Regions from separate parts of the Mus musculus genome. Here regions 1, 2, 3 and 4 are each linked to region 5. The links are chromatin contacts, called in public ChIA-PET, HiChIP or PLAC-seq and promoter capture Hi-C maps. All regions are on one chromosome and are shown on one strand. The core of a region is the stretch at or near the end of the contact, and the rest is flanking DNA. Distances in the headings are between cores, read along the strand shown.

Region 1 (3,231 bases), core at 198-2,697, 300 kb before region 5:
TGACCCGACTGTGGGATGGCCTCCACGGAGGTGTTACTTTCAGTGCCAGGCATCCCCGCAAGGCTTGGATCCAAACACCTGAAGGAAACTACTTTGAATCCTAGTAGAGCCTTCTGGGTAGGACTAAGCACACAGATAGGTGCCTGCTCCAAAAAACAGAAAAAACCTGGAAGCCCAAGTAGTCAAAGGGGGATTACAGTAATTTTGTAACCAATATAAAACTTTCCAGCTCCTAGACCCACATAGAAAACAGCTTGGAACTCTTTTTAAAAGTACCCCCAATTTTTCCTTTCATTAGGAATATTACACTGTTTCAAAATACCACGATTCAATCAACTAACGGACACCAAACCTTCTCCATCTCCTGTCCAGTTGGGCTAAGTGCTGGGCTCAGTGACTGAAGTGCAAGCTGACTGGGTCATCCTTTTCTGTGGTCTGAGGGAACAGCCTGCAGAGGAGGCTGCTGGATCAATCATACCACGCCAGAGAGCGAAATGCACAGACAACATTGTGTATATCCTACATTCTGAGGAAAGCCTGGAGCAGATGCCAATTGGCCTATGGCTCCCATTCCCGGTCCACCTTATTATCCACAGAACACAGACTCAACTACCCTACACTCCTAAATCCACCTCATTACCCACAGGACATAGACCCAGCTCATTCTGCCTCCCAAAACATTTCCACAATAGATCCAGAGGGACATTTGGAATGACCTGTTCCTGAGCACCACCTCTGCCCATACCCAGCGCTGCCATCTGTGTAACCGAGCTAACTCCTAGGCCCTCTCTTGTTCCCTTTGGGTTAATGAACTCGAATAGGCTGTGTCCTTTCACTCAGTATGCTTCAAGTTAAGCAGGCACTCCTAAGTTCAGCAGATGAAAAAACAAAAAAACAAAACAACCTGAAGACTTGAGGTCAGCTGAAGTCACATGGCAGGACTGGACCAAGTCCAAAAACTGAACCAGAAAGAAAACCAGTTAAGACTTAGGATCTATGCCCCAAGTCTTCAAAATCCACCTCGAGATGACAGCTTTGCTCTCGGTTACAGATCTACTCTGCTTTAAACTTTTTAACTTTAGACGTTTTGTCACGTATGTGCATGGCGTCTGAGGAGACCAGAAGAGGATAGAAGGATGCCCTCTGGCAGTGGAGTTGTGAACCACTTTGTGGGTGGTTCTGGGAGGTCCCCGCTGCTCTCTGCTGCCTGTCTCTCCAGCTCCTGCACTCACTCACTAGCTCCGAGACTGCAGCCCCATGTATCTGGGGTCAAATCCCGTGCCTCATACATACTCGGCAAGCCCTGACCTAACATCCCCAGGCCTTAGGCTTTAGTTAAGTTCACAACTATTTAATGAAATGGTGCCTGAGCCAAACCTGCCGACTCAGGATCTGCCCTACTGTCGGCACCGCTCGGTTGCAGGCCTGCCGTTCCTACTCCGCAGACCAGGACAGCCTGGTCTCACAGAACTGTTGCTCAGGGTGATGTCTGGTACGTGTGCCAGGCTACAAATTATCCATCCTTACTTTACTTTCTCAATATGAACTGGGAAGCCGAGGCAGGATGGCTGTGGTGGCTTGAGTAATGGCCCCAGAGGCTCATATATATAAATGCTTAGTCGCCAGGGAGTGGCACTGAGAGGATCAGGTGTGGCCTTCTTAGAAGAAATTGTCACTGAGGGTGGACTTGGAGGTTTCAAAGGCCATGCCACTCCATGTTTCCTTCTGCCCGCAGATCAGGGTGTGACGTCACTGCTTCAGTGCCTGCCCGCTGCTTTCCACCAGAGCACCTCTGTAACTATAAGCAAGCTCCCAAATGAATGTTTTCTCTTGTAACAGCTGCCTTGACCATGGTGTCTCTTCCCAGCAACAGAACAGTGACTTAATCCAAGGCCATGTGAAACCACCCAGCAAAATCAAGAGACAGAAAAAGCACAAAGGAAAAGTCCAAGTCCAGGAAAGGTCACCTTTAAATTTTCAGGCATCACGGAGTTTTGTTGATGACAAAGTGGAGAATGTCCACCTCCAAAGTACAGCGGTGCCACCTGGCTGGCAAGGCCACCTAATTCCCTCAGCTTTCCCACATAGCCAACCTGAGACAGTTGGGTTCTTGCCCCACCAGGTCTGGCTTGCAGACCACTGAAAGCCTCAGAATGTGGCTCTGCACCATCCATGATAAAAAACAGCTCTTAGAAAAATGAGGATAGCCGGGCGGTGGTGGCGCACGCCTTTAATCCCAGCACTTGGGAGGCAGAGGAAGGCGGATTTCTGAGTTCAAGGCCAGCCTGGTCTACAAAGTAAGTTCCAGGACAGTGAGGGCTACACAGAGAAGAGAAACCCTGTCTCGGGGGGGGGGGGGGGGGGGGGGAATGAGGGGGCTGGAGAGATGGCTCAGTGGTTAAGAGCACTGTCTGCTCTTCCAGAGGTTCTGAGTTCAAATCCCAGCAACCACATGGTGGTTCACAACCATCTGTAATGAGATCTGATGCCCTCTTCTGGTGTGTCTGAAGACAGCTACAGTGTACTCATATACATAAGTAAACATAAAAAAAAAAGATAATAAATGAGAGATAAAACCATAAATGAGAAGCTGGAGACAGCTCAGTGGTTGAGCTCTCCATCCAAGGATGTAGGCTTAAGAGCAAGTACTTACATGACCGCTCACAACTGCCCTGAGTCACAGGGGGATTCAACACTTCTCTGGCCTCCACACTCACCGGGAGCTCAGGCAGCTCACATACATGCATGCTAACCAACCAAACCAAACCAAACCAAACCAACAAACAAAAAGCTTTCATTCAAACATACATACATACATACATACATACATACATACATACATACATACATACGTGTGAATGAAACCCATGGGTCAAATGGAGGCCCTCTCCTCAGAACAGAAAGGGCTCCAGTTACTACAGTTCCAGCAAGAATCCACCCGAGACGACAAGGACAGTCCAGGGCTCCAGTCAGGATGTGAAAGAAGACTCCATCATGTGTTCCAAGTTTTAAATCAGTTTGAAGTTTTTGTATTTCACAATTTGTTTTTATTAGGGTCCACAGTCTACTAAATAAAAGCACTTAACAAGACAGTTTGAAAAACTATACAATTTATATCTTGGGAATTTCATTCATTCAAAAAACAAAACAACAACAACAACAAAAATCGGTGCACATTCACCTAATTTAAATGCTGTTTCATCCCTGTGTCTAAGATACCCGAATGTGGAA
Region 2 (3,361 bases), core at 246-2,745, 440 kb before region 5:
TAAGCTTAACACAATACCTTAACAACGTTTCCTGCGGAAATTAAATAAATCCACATTCACTTGTCAGTGCAAAAGGCAATCATTCAGTTGAGACTTTTGGATTACTGTATGTTTGGAATTTTGGGATTTTACCCATAACAATTGTCTAGAAATAGTCTCCAAATCTTCCAAAGAGAAAGCCAAGGGTGTTTGCTCTTGGCTTCCTCACCTCATTATGCATTTTTTCTGTCTGCTTGCCTTAGTTTCTACCTATGTACATCATCATTTTTTGAGAAAGGATCTCACTGTTATCTATCTATCTATCTATCTATCTATCTATCTATCTATCTAATGTTTTTGAGAAAGGATCTCATGTAGACTCAGTTGGTCTAAACTCCCGACTCTGCCACCCAGACCATGAGCTGACACTCTGGGGCTGGTATTTACATCAATAGCCCCCTCTCAGAGTTGTTTCCCTTATCACACCACTGAATTTTTTTTTAAAGAACTTTAAGAAGCATCTTTCCTACCTCACTGGAACATAAGCTCAATTATGCCAAGAATTTTTGTCTCTTTTGTACACACAGCCCTAGCATCATAAATAGTATTTGGCTCATAGAGCTATGAGGAAATTAAAATGAAAAAGATCAAAGTATTTTAAAGTCGGATTTTCTTATCTTACTTCCAAACGTCCACATTAGCTACAGTTCATACAGGATCCATGCACTTGAAAGGGGGAAACACCTTTTTTTGGAGGGGTGGGGGCAGGGTCAAAGTGTCTAGCCCTGGCTGGCTCAGAACTCACTGTGTTGACTAGGCTGGCCTTAGACTTAAAGAGATATGCTAGTGTCTGCCTCAGGAGTGCTGGGGTTAAAGACATGAGCCACTAAGCCAACCTGAATTTCTTAATAAATGACTGGGTATTTGAGAGTGTGTGCCTCCAACTTTTTCGGTTCAACTTCGAAATTAAGGCATCTGGCCTTAATTTATTGCTACACTTTCCCAGGAATTGAAGCATGACCAACCTCCACAGTGGTCCACGTGTGGCCTCAGGGTCACTTATCCCTCTGCCTTCCGAGTGTTCCTGGAGCAGTGGCCCATCAGAGGTCTATGGTCCAGATGTAAGGACCTAGTTCCGGTTTCTTTCCGAGAGATGGGATGGAAAAGAGAACCATACTTTAGAGCTGAGAGAAGCGAGGTGGTGGGTGGAGGTGAGGAGAGGGGCTGATGTGGTGGAGGGGGAAGGGCGAGCCTGGCTGCCCTCTAGGTGGCAGGGGTCCAGCGGCAGGCAGAGCCTCAGGGCGGCCCCTAGCGGAGAGTGGCTTTGGAGGTCAAAAGACCAGGGCAGGCTCCCGCAAGCCCGCCGCCCACCTCCGCCTCTGGCCCTGGGGGCGAGCCTGGGGGCGGGTTTTGTTTACTCCCTACACGCACTGCGGCCCGGCCAATCCGTGGAGAGCGTCGGCGCGCGTCATGCCAGCCGAGGGCCAATCGGCGCTCACCGTGCTGCTCCGCCGCCAAAGCGAGCGCGGGGGAAGCGGCGCCGCCGCGGCCGTGTCGCTGAGGGCGGACGGCGTCGGGCGCGCTGGGCTGTGCGGCCGTCGCTGCCTGGCACGCGGGGCGCGCCTTGACCCTTCCTGCACTGCAGGCTTCCGACGCGCGCGAAGACCGCGGCTGCGCGGCCGGGAGCTTGCTCCGAGCGGACCTGGCTCTGCCTGAGGAGCGGCGGCTCGCGAAGAAGCGTCTCCCCGGGAGTGGGCCGAGGGCTGTGTGGACCGGCGGCGGCCCCTCTGCACCAAGCTGCGGTAAGGTCCCGGAAAGGGCGCGGGCCTGCGCGCCAGGGGCCTTTGGACCGGGCGTGGCCCCCCGCCGGCCGGCTCTCCCCTGCCCTGTCCCGGGAGTCTCAGCTTGTCCTCAGGATTTCTCTGCAGCGGGGCCAAGCAACCCTGGAATACCTGATGAGGCTCCGGAGCCCGCGGGCTCGCCATCACCCGGGATCAGGAAGGGCAAGGGCTGACTTGGGCTTCTCACTCAGATCTTCTGACTTTCCCTCCTCCCTTCGTGATCCACCATCCTCCAGTCTGTTTCTGCGGGGTGCTTTTGCAGAGTTCCAAAGCTCTCCCTACCTGGAAGACCCCCAGGTTCCCCCAAGAGAACTTTTCCTTTCAAGTAGAGGTTACTTTCTCGGCCCAAGTTCTGGGAGGAATTCTGCACAAGGCCCTGGTTGCTGTGCACAGAGCAGCGGGAAAGTGACTGTGGGCTCCGCCGAGAGGTGGCACAGTGAAGTGCGTGGACACTCACTCGCCCGTGTTCCGGTGCTTTGTGTGGGCTCAGTTTGTTCATCTGTGAGCCACATCTGCCTATGCGAGGACGGGGAGGGTGTTGGGAGAGAGAAAAGGGCTAATCTCCGGAATGCACTTGAAACAAAGCTCACTTCTACTAAATGCATAACGTAACCCTGGATGCTGGAGGAGACTCTGGACCCCATGTTGTTTCACCTTTTCGGCTGAAATCGTTACCAGGCTTGTAGCCTGGCCTAGCAAAATGTTTACTTTGCATTCTTTTTCCATAGCATTCGTTGAAAGTACCTTTGAGCCTTTGGCGACTTCTGTCTTTCCTCCTTTCATCTCAAGGGGCTCCAACCCCTTATCCTGCCTCCTCTAGGCCAGCAGTTCTCAACCTTCCTAATGCTGTGACCTGACCCCAACCATAAAAGCATTTTGTTGCTACTTCATAACTGTAATTTTGCTACTGTTATGAATTGCAATGTAAATATTTAGGTTTTCCGATGGTCTTAGGCAAGAACGACTCCCTTTAGAAAGGGGTCATGACCCACAGGTTAGAAAACACCCCTCTACAGAGCCAGCTGCTGTGTTTCATTTGACTTAGAATTTTTCTGGGTCATTTGTTTTCTGTTCTCCTAATGGTTTGAAGTCATCGTAACTAGGCAGTATGGTTTAAGTCATTAGCCTCTTTTCCACTGTGGCAGAATTCAAAGTTGAGTATAAAATGTTTGTTTTGCATCTTGCCTCTTCCAGTCACTGATTATCTTACGATTTACTAAGGCTTTACCACTATCCCATTGCTGGAATTCATGTAAGTGTCCATTCTCAAATTGCATCAGGAGATAAAGGCGCCGGCCAGACCCCAGGTTCTGTCACGCTTGTGTACTGGCTCTGGGCAGAGTTAGTTTTAGAACATCTTGTGCCTTGGAACTAGTTTAGTGTTATGGCAGATATGGTGTCAGTAGCCAGTGCTGGCATGTGGTTGCAGAGTCAGGAATGCAGCACTTAACATTTGTTAAGAAAGTCCCGAGACTTAGTAAACCCTTCTGTTGCCTTAATTCCAGGCATAGTAAAGTAGTTTTAGTTATTCATATTACTAT
Region 3 (3,370 bases), core at 699-3,198, 360 kb before region 5:
GTATAAATCTTCAGGGAAAGATAAGAGAGATAGAACTTTTAAAAAGATTTTATATATATGGGTGCTTTGTCTACACACCAGAAGAGGGCATTAGATCCTGTTTTAGGTGGTTGTGGGTGCTAGGAATTGAACTAAGAATCTCTGAAAAGACAGTCAGTGCTCTTAACCACTGAGCCATCTCTCCAGTCTCAGAGACAGAATTTATAATGAAAGTATGCAACTGAGTTTGGCCTGGAACTTGCTATATCCTCAAGGCTGGTCTCAAACGCATGATCCTGCCTCAGCCTTCTAATTACTAGGGTTACAGATAGATTATGGAAATGTGACAGCCTACCGAGAATATCATTTAATGCAGATGTGGGTTCTCTCCCCCTTAATATGTTAAAATGAATCTATAGCCTTGTATAATCTAGTCAAGAACTCTGACCATTGAGACACATCCTTTTTCACTTAAAAAAAAGGTTGTGTTTGTTTGTTTGTTTGTTTGTTTGTTTGTTTGTTTGAGCTGGATGTGGTGGTGCACACCTTTAATCCCAGCACTTGGGAGGCATAAGCAGGTGGATCTCTGTGAGTTCAAGGCTAGCCTGGTCTCCATACGAAGTTCCAGGACTACATAATAGACCTTGTCTCAAACAAAACAAAAAAGTATTTTTAAACATTTGTCTTGTATGTTTCTGTCTGTACATGAGCATACTATGCACATGTGTGGAGGTCAGAGAAAAATGTGTTTCCATGGATCAAAATGGGGTTGGCGGGTATTTCAGTCCATCAAAGCATCTTGCTGGCCTCTTACCTTTTAAGGAAGGACCTCAGTAAGTGCTTAGGCAGACCTGCAAACGTCAATCCTTTGGACTCAGAGTCTCTAGTAGCTAGGATTGCAGGCCTTTCACGAGGCCTGGGTATGAATAAGTTTTTGTACACAATAAATTTTGTTGATGTTGATCTATAACAATAAGATTTCTTGCTTTTTGTAGTCTTCTAAAAATACAGGACTGGCAGAAAGGCTCTGTGGGTAAAGGTGTTTGCCACCCAGCCCAGCCTGATGAGTTTTGCTTTCTAGAACCCATGTGGTGGAAGGAGAGAAACAACTGCAAGTTGTCGTCTGATCTCCATGCTTATAGCACTCCTGCAATGAATGTATGTATGTATGTATGTATGTATGTATGTATGTATGTATGTATGTAAAGAACTGTTGCTATAGGAAGCTTCAATGATCTTCCTGTAGTGTAGATCTTCTTGTCAGTGAGGACACAAATAGCCCTCAGAAGTCTGAGTGACCTACTTAGGACACTATGGATCACAGTGATCCCTTTTTTATTTTCTAAGGAGAAGAAATGCCTATGACTCCTAATTCATGGATAATTTTATTCTGTTTTGAACTTATGTCCTAAATTAGAAAATTTTTAGATCCCAACTTTTTAATTTAAGATCTATTTCTAATTATTCTAAACTTTTATAAATAGAAAATCTCTTACTTGAGTGTAAATTAAGAACGATTTATTTGTTTATACAATCTGGATGCCATCTGAGAGGAACTCATAAGCTTTGTGAGATTAATTTCCAATTAAGTTTTGAGCATTTTTACAGCCATAAGTTCTGATCCTGTGGTCACACCCAGCCACCTCCATCTCCTGCAGCCACTCAGTGGCTGTTTGTCTGAGATAAAACGCGCTGCTTTCTGTTCCTTCTCTTCACGGGGCCTAGGAACAAAGCTAACTTGCCACAGAATGGTTAGAGATGGGATGAGCATTGAGACCCTAGAACATGTACAAAGGGATTGGAGACACGGATTACTAAGCAAGCACCTTCTCTTTTATAAAAGTAAATTCAGTGGGGTAGAAAAACTATTATTTTCTTAATTTGAAACACAGTAGTTCTTCCCAATCAGTTGAAGCTCTTTTAAAAACATGAATTTCTACTTAGTTTTTGGCTCAGTAGGTGTCCAGTGGATCCCTGAAATGCATTTTGAATGAGAACTCATGTCACCACTCCCTGTGCAGTGCACAGTGTAACCAGACACATAGGGAAGGACAGTTAGAATGGACTAGGTGAGCCAGGCTGCAAATGATGTACCAAAATAAGTATTAATCAGGCTGATGGAAGAGACATGGAAAATTAAGAATTAAGTATTTCTAAGACTGAATAAGATAATAGAAAAAAGAACAAAATCACGTTTTGACTAAGTATAAAGAATGGAGTGAAGAAGGAGGTACAGCAGACTACTGGTGGGCGAGGCAAGTGTTTGGAGGAGAGTGACTTTACCATGTTAAAGCGAGGACTAGACGTGTGCCTCGTCCTTCTTAATAAACCTTTGTACGTGTACTAGTGGTTTGTAAGAATAGCATGCAATCAGAAATGCAACTGTTAAGGAGTCTGTGACTGTGTGTGAGCGTGCCTGCACCCCTATCCCTGTCTGCGTCTCCATCCGTCGACCCACGTATAATGTGTACTTCAGATTGGAGAACAAAAGTAATCATTATTACTTTGACCTCCTTCATTTTCATACTAAAAAAATTTAAGAGAAAAGGTTTATAAAGTTGACTACTTCCAAAGCAATATGTGGAGAATTAAATATAAAACAAAACCTGTCGAGTATGGTGGCTCATCCTGTAATTCCAGTGCATGGGGAGCTGAGACAGAACTACTGGGCACCAAGGCAAGGCAGGTCTCAAAAAGGAAAGGGAAAGACAGACCTGCTGGCTCACACCTTGTAATCCCATTACTTACGGGGGGCTGAGTGAGGCAGGAGAGTTGCTGGGAGAACAGCCTGGGCTATCTATCTAGTTTTAGGAAAGACTAAACTACGAAATGGGATCCTGTCTCGGGGAAAAACAACACACAGCAAAAACTATAAAATTGGAAAAAACATTTGCTGCAAGCATAACAAAATAATCTTATTCCTTCATTATTTGAAGAGATCCTACAATAAGTGACTAACAACTAGTAGAAAGACAGGAGAATTCTTAGGAAAAATCATTATATAGCTTTTATTTTGTTGGTTGGTTTGAGTTCCCCATGTAGCTGAGAATGGCCTTGAATGCCTGATTGCCGAGATTACAGTGCACTTTCAGATACACACACACACACACACACACACACTCTCTCACACACACTCACACACACACACACACACACACACACTCACACACTCTCACACACACTCACACACACACACACACACTCACACACACACACTCTCACACACACACACACACACACACACTCACACATACTCACACACACACACACACACACACACACACAAACACACAGTGGTAAAAAGTGTAGAAGTTAGGACTTGTAAGAATCTGTTCTACTGTTTTCCTCAGGGGAAACCTGGCTGTATGTGCTTTTATTTGCTAAGTCGTCT
Region 4 (3,507 bases), core at 91-2,590, 480 kb after region 5:
CTGTCTCGAAAAACAAAAACAAAACAACAGAAAAAAAAATGTTCTAAGGGCCCGAGGATGGAGCCCAGTGGCAGAGAACTTGACTAGCAGGTGCCAAGTACAGGTACTGCAGAAATTAAATTAGCCCTTTACTGGCAGGAAGCATTTTAGAAACACAAAAGGCAAACTGCTCCTCATAAAATTAGTAGTTGCTTTAATGGCAGAATAGTGGACCGTTCAAAATTGGTGAATCATAAATGTTGAATGAAATGTGTGACAACAATGTAAAGTACTGTCATATTGGCAACAGAATCTCCACACATTAACTCAAAGCAAACAACCATGCAAAGAATGCATACATATATGTATGTATCCCTTAAAGTGGCTGATCCAAGAATCAAACCACCAAACTTTAAAATACTACTTTATTCTGTTATATAGGTTAAAAAGTTAATTCACCATAGCGATTTTTTGTGACAACTTTATAGTCTTGCAGGTAAAAGTCTTAACGTTGCTCTATTATTTCTCTAAATAACTGGGAAGGAACATATCGAATGGAGGAACAAACTTGGCTCAGCAAAATGGCTGTAGCTGGGGGATCAGCAAACCAGACTTCGGGCTCCACACTAATCCTGTACACATATATAATGATTTCATTTAGTAGTCGCCTTCTCTCAAACCATCCATACCCCTTCTCCAAAGCAGGCAGTGCTGAAGGGTCGGGGGGGGGGGGGAGGGGGTTGCCTTCCCATCTCAAGAAAAGAAAAGAAAAGAAAAGAAAAGAAAAGAAAAGAAAAGAAAAGAAAAGAAAGAGAGATTGATTGATTTCAAAGTCACTGCCACTTTTGCACCATCTCCCGCAAACCGGGGCAGGCAAGGGAGAGAAAATTTTCCGAAGCTGGAAATAACCTCTGCGCACCGCGGGCGAGCACTGCAACGCCTTCCCCGCCGGCTACGACGCCGGCCAGCAGCAAAGGCGCAGCGGCGGCCGGAAACAAGGTCGCCCGCGAACGTGGGCAACGTGAGGCCCAGTCGTGCGGGACGGGGAGGCCGAGCCTGCTCCCATTTTGTCGCCATGGCCGAGCCTCCTCCGCGAGGTCCGGGTCCGTGTGCCTCCGCTGTCGCGCAGTACCGGACGAGCTAGGCCGCGACTCACGCCCTGCCCCCGCCCAGGCTCGGCGTGGCCTTCGCAGGCCCGTGGCCTCCAGCCCGCGCGCCCCAGCGACCTTACCCCCCGGCAAACAGATGCACCAGCGTGTCCCTCTGGCTCATTCTCTCTTCTGCATGTCCTCCGGGAGTAGAGGCGGGACGCGGACCCAGCAGGCCGCCACGGCCAGCGGCGAGGGCCAAGAAGGGGGACGCAAGGGAGTGGGCGGAGCCGCCGCTGCGGAAGGCCACCCGCGAACCCACCCCACGGGGTTCCTGCTCCAGCGAGCTCCGTCGGACTGCGCAGTGAGAGTCGTGAGGAGTCGGAGGTCCCTACATAAACAGAAGCTCCTATTGGCTTAGGCCGCGTGACGTCACGAGGTTCGCACGCCTCTTTCACGTGATCGCCCAGGGGGCTCTTCAATGAAGGGCCGTGGGGCAGGACGGGAATGCTTGCTGGTGCGTAGTGGGTCGGCTCGCACTCTCATCCGATGCGCTGATCAGCAGGTCGCTCAGCCCTCGCCACTTAACCTGCGCTGGCCGGCTCTTGACGATCTAGGATAAAACCCTAGCGGCCCAGGGCCACAGCAAGTTTTTGGGTTTAGAACTGAGCCTTTCTGTTTCCCCGTGTTTGCCTTGGAAATCACTTGTGCGAATATACTCGCTTGCACTCTCACAAACAGCACGGCATTAAACATGATCATTAAACATAAGCGTTAAATTGGGATCTGTTGTGGAGTGGCGAGATAAATCGGGTTTTTTTGGTTTTTTTTTTTTGTTTGTTTTTTGTTTTTTGGTCAGGAAAGAGATGCAAAATCTCACTTTGAGACCAACCCTGGCTGCTCTCTGGGGCTTGCCCTCCAACTCAGAGACCTGTGCAAGCCTTAGACTCCCAAGTGAAGGGATTAAAGGCGGTCCACACTCTGTGGAACATTCCTGAGATGGAATGCTGACGGAGAATTCCTGACAGGTCTAAGGTAGAGTCACATGAGGGAAAAGTGTTCAATAAAAGGCAAGTAGATTAAAATGTGAAGGTTTACTACAGGAATAAACCAGCTACTTATTTTACTAATCAACACATTTCTTACATGTATATGTTGGACTAGGGAAAGTTTTCTTTCTCTAGAAAATGGCCATTATTTCAATTTTTTGTTAACTGCTTATTTGCAAGGTACAGATGAATCGTCAAAATAAAATAAATAGATATCAATATGCTAATCACACAGAAGGAACAGAAATATATCTCATTATTTCTTTCTCTTCATCCCCCTCCCCCATAAAACTGCCCTTCCATTTGCAGGGGCCCCATCACCCTTTCCAGCCCACATGAAATTTTCCAGAGCCACTTACGGGCACAACTTGACAAAATTCTAACTGCTTTAGCTCTCTCCGTGTTGTCCGGCAACTAAATTCCTACAAAACGTACAGACTGCAAATGTCCATGCCACTGTAAAGGACTGAGTGTGTAAATTACTTAAAGCATTTCAGCAGTGCAGAGTGTTCCTTATCTGATTATTATTGTTGGGGGAGGGGCACTGCAACCAAAGTCCTTGGCCCAGGGCTTACCCAACTCACCCCCAGTACAGCCTGACTTCTGAGCTTTACTGTTGAAATGAGAACAGTCTATTAGAGCGGGAAAGGATGACAAAGGGGCAAAACTGGAAGAGCGGACACAAAGAGTGACGACAACCCTAGCCAAATGACAAAGATTTCCGCAAGACATCCAACGGGTATTTTCTTTATATGGCAGTTGTGTTGAGACACAACTCCCAGGACACATGTCTCTTTAAAATGTGTGGTTTAGCCGGGCAGTGGTAGCGCACAACTTTAATCCCAGCACTTGAGAGGCAGTGGCAGGTGGATTTCTGAGTTCGAGGCCAACCTGGTCTACAGAGGTAGACAGAAGGACAGCCAGGGCTACACAGAGAAACCCTGTCCCGAAAAAGTATATATATATATATATATATATATATATATATATATATATATATATATATATATATATATATATATATATATATATATATATGTGTGTGTGTGTGTGTGTGTGTGTGTGTGGTTTGGTGGGTTTTAGTATATTTTCCTGGTTGTGTAGCCCTCACCGACCTATTTCCCGACCGCTTCCTCACCCACAATGCAGCCACGTGTTTGTTAGGAGTCGCTCCCATTCGCCCCTCCTCTTCCCTAGAAACCACTGATCTAGTTTCTATCCCTCTGGTTTTGTCTATGCCGCACATTACTTATAAATAAATACATATTTTTAAAAATGGTGTGTGGCCTTTGGTGTGAGGAATTTTTCACTAAAAGTGTCTTCGAAATCCACTCGAGTGTTGCTGCAGGATGGATGCTTCGTTCCCTTTCACGGCAGAACCTCGTTGCTTG
Region 5 (3,273 bases), core at 687-3,186:
GTTTAACTAGGGTTAAAATAAAAATATTCCCAGGAAATTAATGGTCAATTTCTGGGAGTGAGATTGCCTAAGCCACAGAAACCAAGTTTTGTGTGCTTGTGTGTGTGTGTGTGTGTGTGTGTTTTAATCTGCAGACCCGAATTTCACTTGGAGTGATATTTTTACCACACTGTTCACAGAACCTTTGCTATGCATCAGGTCAAAGCAGAAGGTAACTTACTCCTAAAAACAGCCCAACCCTAAATCTCAACTCCAACAGAGCACACTGTCTTCCCACAACACAATCTGCTTTTATAGATTCGCAAGGCTTCAACAGTGTCTAGCATCAAGTCACAGAAAAATATAAAGTAGTAAAAATTTGAAAAACCTAATTAGTAGGGGAAGAAAATTCTAGTGTATTTGGCTTTTCCCAAACATTACATACATGCAAATATTAACTGTAAGAAAGCTAATTTGTGAAAAGTTTACACCCTAAGAAAGTAACTTAAAATACTGGGAACTTAAGACGCACAAAACACCCACTGCTCTGGTGTAATTTCCCAAGTTTTAATACTTAAAAGTGTCTGAATTGGGAGTCCCAGGATGACGTCAGGGAATTGAAAAGTAACATTTAACATGCTTGCTCCTGGGGTTTTAATAAAATTCCAAATCCTTGAAAGGGGAGTAACATCAAAAACTCAAGTGGGAGAATCCAAAAGAAGCATCGAGATTTAAGAATTAAAGTTTATACTCTGCCAAAGAAAGAGCAGTATCAGCCATTCTAACACAATTGAATTTTCAACATATAAAATATCTCTTATAGCCAGGCATTATTTAGGAGACCGATTTCATTCTGGGGATAAAATAATCTGAATTAAAAAAGGTTTTCAACTAAAGTAACAATAAACTCTACTGATTCGCCAGTCATACAGTGAAAAGGGACCATCTCAATAAGCTGGGGGAAGTCGATCTAATATCAAAGGGTCGTTTTAAAGAGGAAGGATAGCAATGACAAACGAACTGGCCCGTCTCTGAGTAAGAGTCTACACTCATCGGTGCGGCTCTCACAAATGCACGGGAGAGAATCAAGTGGGTTGAGCGCGGACTGGATGACTGAGTTTTGAGACCTGCTCACAGGAAGCCACTACATCCTGCCCCAAGTCACCGTCAGTCACGCCGGCTCTCGATTCAAGTCCCCGCCGCGGCAAGGTGGGGCGGGCACAGGTGTCCCGCCCGAGCTCCCCGGGCGCCCCGCTCGCCCGCGCAGCCTCGCCCACCGGAGCCCCCGCCACCGGCTCCCGCAGTCCCCAGCGCCCGCCTCAACCTCGCACTGGCAGAGGAGCCCCAGGGAGCTCACACCCCCTCCTCAGCCCGCCGCCCGGCCCGGCCCGGCCCGGCCCCGCCCCGCCGCAGCCGGCCTCCCTCCCTCCTCCAGCCGCGCCTCCCTTGTAATTACCACGGGGCTCCCACCTCGGGCCGCTCCCGTCGTCCGCGGCCGCCCGCAGGCCTGCGTCGGAGGGAGGCCGGAAACTCCGCGCGCCCCCGGCCGCGCCCCGGGCTCCCGCGTCCAGGCCGCGCTCCAGGCAGCGCCCCTCGCGCCGCGCCGGTCCGGTCCGCGCGTGCAGGTCCTCACCCCGCTCGCTCCGAGGGGGAGCCCCGACCCGCGCCGGGCAGTCGGTCGACGCGGCGCCTCCCCCCAACACACCCCCATCCAGTCTCACCAGTCCCGGGCGGCCGCCGGTGCCGCCACCCCCGCGCGTGCCCGCCGCCCACCCTCCGCGCCGCCCCGGGGGTCCCCTCAGCCCCGGCCCCGCTTACAGATCCTGCCGCGCAGGCTCTGCAGCACTCGGACCTCACGACTGTCCTCGTCTCCCGTCTCCGGGTCTGCGCTGCCCGAGACGGCCGGCGCCTCGGGAGAAGCCGCCGCAGCAGGCGCTGCCGCCGCCATGGTGCCGCCCGGCCCCTACCCCAGCCCTACCGCCTGCGTAGCCGGGCAAGGCGGAGCCGGAGCGAGGCCTAGGCCGGATCGAGCCTCGCTGTAGCCCCGCCTCGGCCTCGGGCTGACTCGCCCCGCCCCTCGCGCCGTGCCCGCCCTGCATCCGCCTCGCCTTGCCTCCCTGGGCAAGTCGCGAGAGGCGCTCTGAAACCCCCACAAGGAGGAAAACCCTGGCCCTGCTGTGATCCCCAGAACCCTGAGAATTGGACGTCCCCCACGAACGGACCTCTAGGTCCCCAGATGCTCAAGGAAAAGAAAAGTCCCCAGTCAGAATGACTCCAGGTTCCAGGAAAAAGTTTGGCATTTTGGCAAACGTCAAGAGATGTATTAGAGACTCTTCCAGCGGTGTCTAGATGCTCCCGCAGTGCGGCACGTGGGGGACAAACCACATACTCAACCTTTGCTCTGGGAACATTGCTCTGCAAAAAGTTGGGTCAAGAAAAGGACCACAGACTCCGTCCAGTCCTGTCTGAGACCCAGAGAAATTTTGAGTTTATCACCAGTTTTGCATTTCAGAATCGGAACGGTGACCTCTTTCCCACTCCCAGAAGCAGGCTTTTTAGAAAGTAGATTGGCCCTGGGAAGTTTGTAAATCTTCAACTAGTTGTTGCCACTATCTTAAGGGAACTATTTACAGTGAGTAAACTGTGTGGATAACACCCTGGTATGTGAGGAGAGGGATGATTTCCTGGTCCTGAGGTTTAACTGCGCTGCCCTAAGAAGGAAGAAACTGATTTAATAGAGCAGGGTTGTTCTTTGCCAGGTGCTAGAGTCAGCCAGTCAAGGAATGTTTTCAGACATATAGGAATGGCCCTAGGGCAAAAAGACGGGGCAGAAGGCGCCAAGACCATGAGCACCTCAACCTGGAAGGGCACACAGAGAGAAGAAGCAAGTTGTGGAAACAGAGTCAAGGAGAGCCTGCCTGGGAAGAGTGAACAGACGACAAGCAAGCCCAGAAGCCACTTGTGCCAAGGCCAGTCAGGCAGACGGAGTGACCTAAGCTTGCTGGATGTCTTAGGCTACCGAGCAATACTTCCAGTCCAGCTGGTGATGCATGAGGGTGCCCCTTGTCCTGTACCATACAGCCTTGGAGAAAGTGAGCTTACCTCTCCTTCCAGGCATTTTGTTGTTTCAAACAGAAACTCCAAATGGTATTTCCCTTTCTTTCCAAATCAGAGCTCACACACCACAGGCCAGAGACTGGCTTTTTCTATTTTAAAACGTTTAATGCTTTATTGGTATGTCTTACTTATACACAGTCATGGTGTGATACCGTTTTCATACACATGTTTAATGTA

The links. ChIA-PET counts read pairs in DNA pulled down with a chosen protein or histone mark. HiChIP or PLAC-seq counts read pairs in DNA pulled down with a chosen protein or histone mark. Capture Hi-C pulls out chosen DNA fragments and counts their contacts.
Region 1: a contact with region 5 is called in an H3K27ac HiChIP or PLAC-seq map of embryonic stem cells, with 6 read pairs. The contact joins the enhancer-like site here to the promoter of Rasa2 in region 5. A contact is called at or near these places in 4 of 39 promoter capture datasets (the 3T3-L1 cell line, the C10 cell line, frontonasal cranial neural crest and 1 more), 2 of 484 Hi-C or Micro-C datasets (embryonic stem cells and nephron progenitors) and 4 of 115 datasets of contacts at active chromatin or transcription factors (cardiomyocytes, embryonic limb bud, embryonic stem cells and 1 more).
Region 2: a contact with region 5 is called in an RNA polymerase II ChIA-PET map of effector CD8 T cells, with 23 read pairs. The contact joins the promoter of Tfdp2 here to the promoter of Rasa2 in region 5. A contact is called at or near these places in 5 of 39 promoter capture datasets (the C10 cell line, the HPC-7 cell line, cranial neural crest and 2 more), 3 of 115 datasets of contacts at active chromatin or transcription factors (effector CD8 T cells, large pre-B cells and memory CD8 T cells) and 1 of 9 other capture datasets (liver).
Region 3: an H3K4me3 HiChIP or PLAC-seq map of bone marrow-derived macrophages shows a contact between it and region 5, with 3 times the contacts expected there. The contact joins the enhancer-like site here to the promoter of Rasa2 in region 5. A contact is called at or near these places in 9 of 39 promoter capture datasets (the 3T3-L1 cell line, the C10 cell line, the HPC-7 cell line and 5 more), 3 of 115 datasets of contacts at active chromatin or transcription factors (bone marrow-derived macrophages, embryonic forebrain and large pre-B cells) and 1 of 9 other capture datasets (embryonic stem cells).
Region 4: a contact with region 5 is called in a promoter capture Hi-C map of adipose tissue, with 2.4 times the contacts expected there. The contact joins the promoter of Slc25a36 here to the promoter of Rasa2 in region 5. A contact is called at or near these places in 1 of 39 promoter capture datasets (pre-B cells), 1 of 484 Hi-C or Micro-C datasets (nephron progenitors), 3 of 115 datasets of contacts at active chromatin or transcription factors (embryonic stem cells, memory CD8 T cells and trophoblast stem cells) and 1 of 9 other capture datasets (adipose tissue).

The regions. Positions count from the first base shown.
Region 1 is chr9:96,329,649-96,332,879 of GRCm38.p6, forward strand. It overlaps Atp1b3 (ATPase, Na+/K+ transporting, beta 3 polypeptide), which reads right to left. Exons shown (of 7, transcript NM_007502.5): 7 at 3,007-3,231. Among named protein-coding and RNA genes, the nearest start is that of Atp1b3, 33 kb to the right of the region's middle. Within about 2 kb of position 1,448, at least 7 of the 459 cell types and tissues checked have an H3K27ac peak or open chromatin away from gene starts, as enhancers often do. A contact at or near this core is called in embryonic stem cells, where this site is marked.
Region 2 is chr9:96,194,780-96,198,140 of GRCm38.p6, forward strand. Tfdp2 (transcription factor Dp 2) reads left to right here and starts at 1,496. Exons shown (of 13, transcript NM_001184706.1): 1 at 1,496-1,781.
Region 3 is chr9:96,265,748-96,269,117 of GRCm38.p6, forward strand. All of the region lies in intron 3 of Tfdp2 (transcription factor Dp 2), which reads left to right. Among named protein-coding and RNA genes, the nearest start is that of Gm39408, 16 kb to the right of the region's middle. Within about 2 kb of position 1,949, at least 14 of the 459 cell types and tissues checked have an H3K27ac peak or open chromatin away from gene starts, as enhancers often do.
Region 4 is chr9:97,109,701-97,113,207 of GRCm38.p6, forward strand. Slc25a36 (solute carrier family 25, member 36) reads right to left here and starts at 1,341. Exons shown (of 7, transcript NM_138756.4): 1 at 1,211-1,341. The coding sequence starts at 1,251.
Region 5 is chr9:96,629,567-96,632,839 of GRCm38.p6, forward strand. It overlaps Rasa2 (RAS p21 protein activator 2), which reads right to left and starts at 1,937. Exons shown (of 24, transcript NM_053268.2): 1 at 1,798-1,937. The coding sequence starts at 1,927.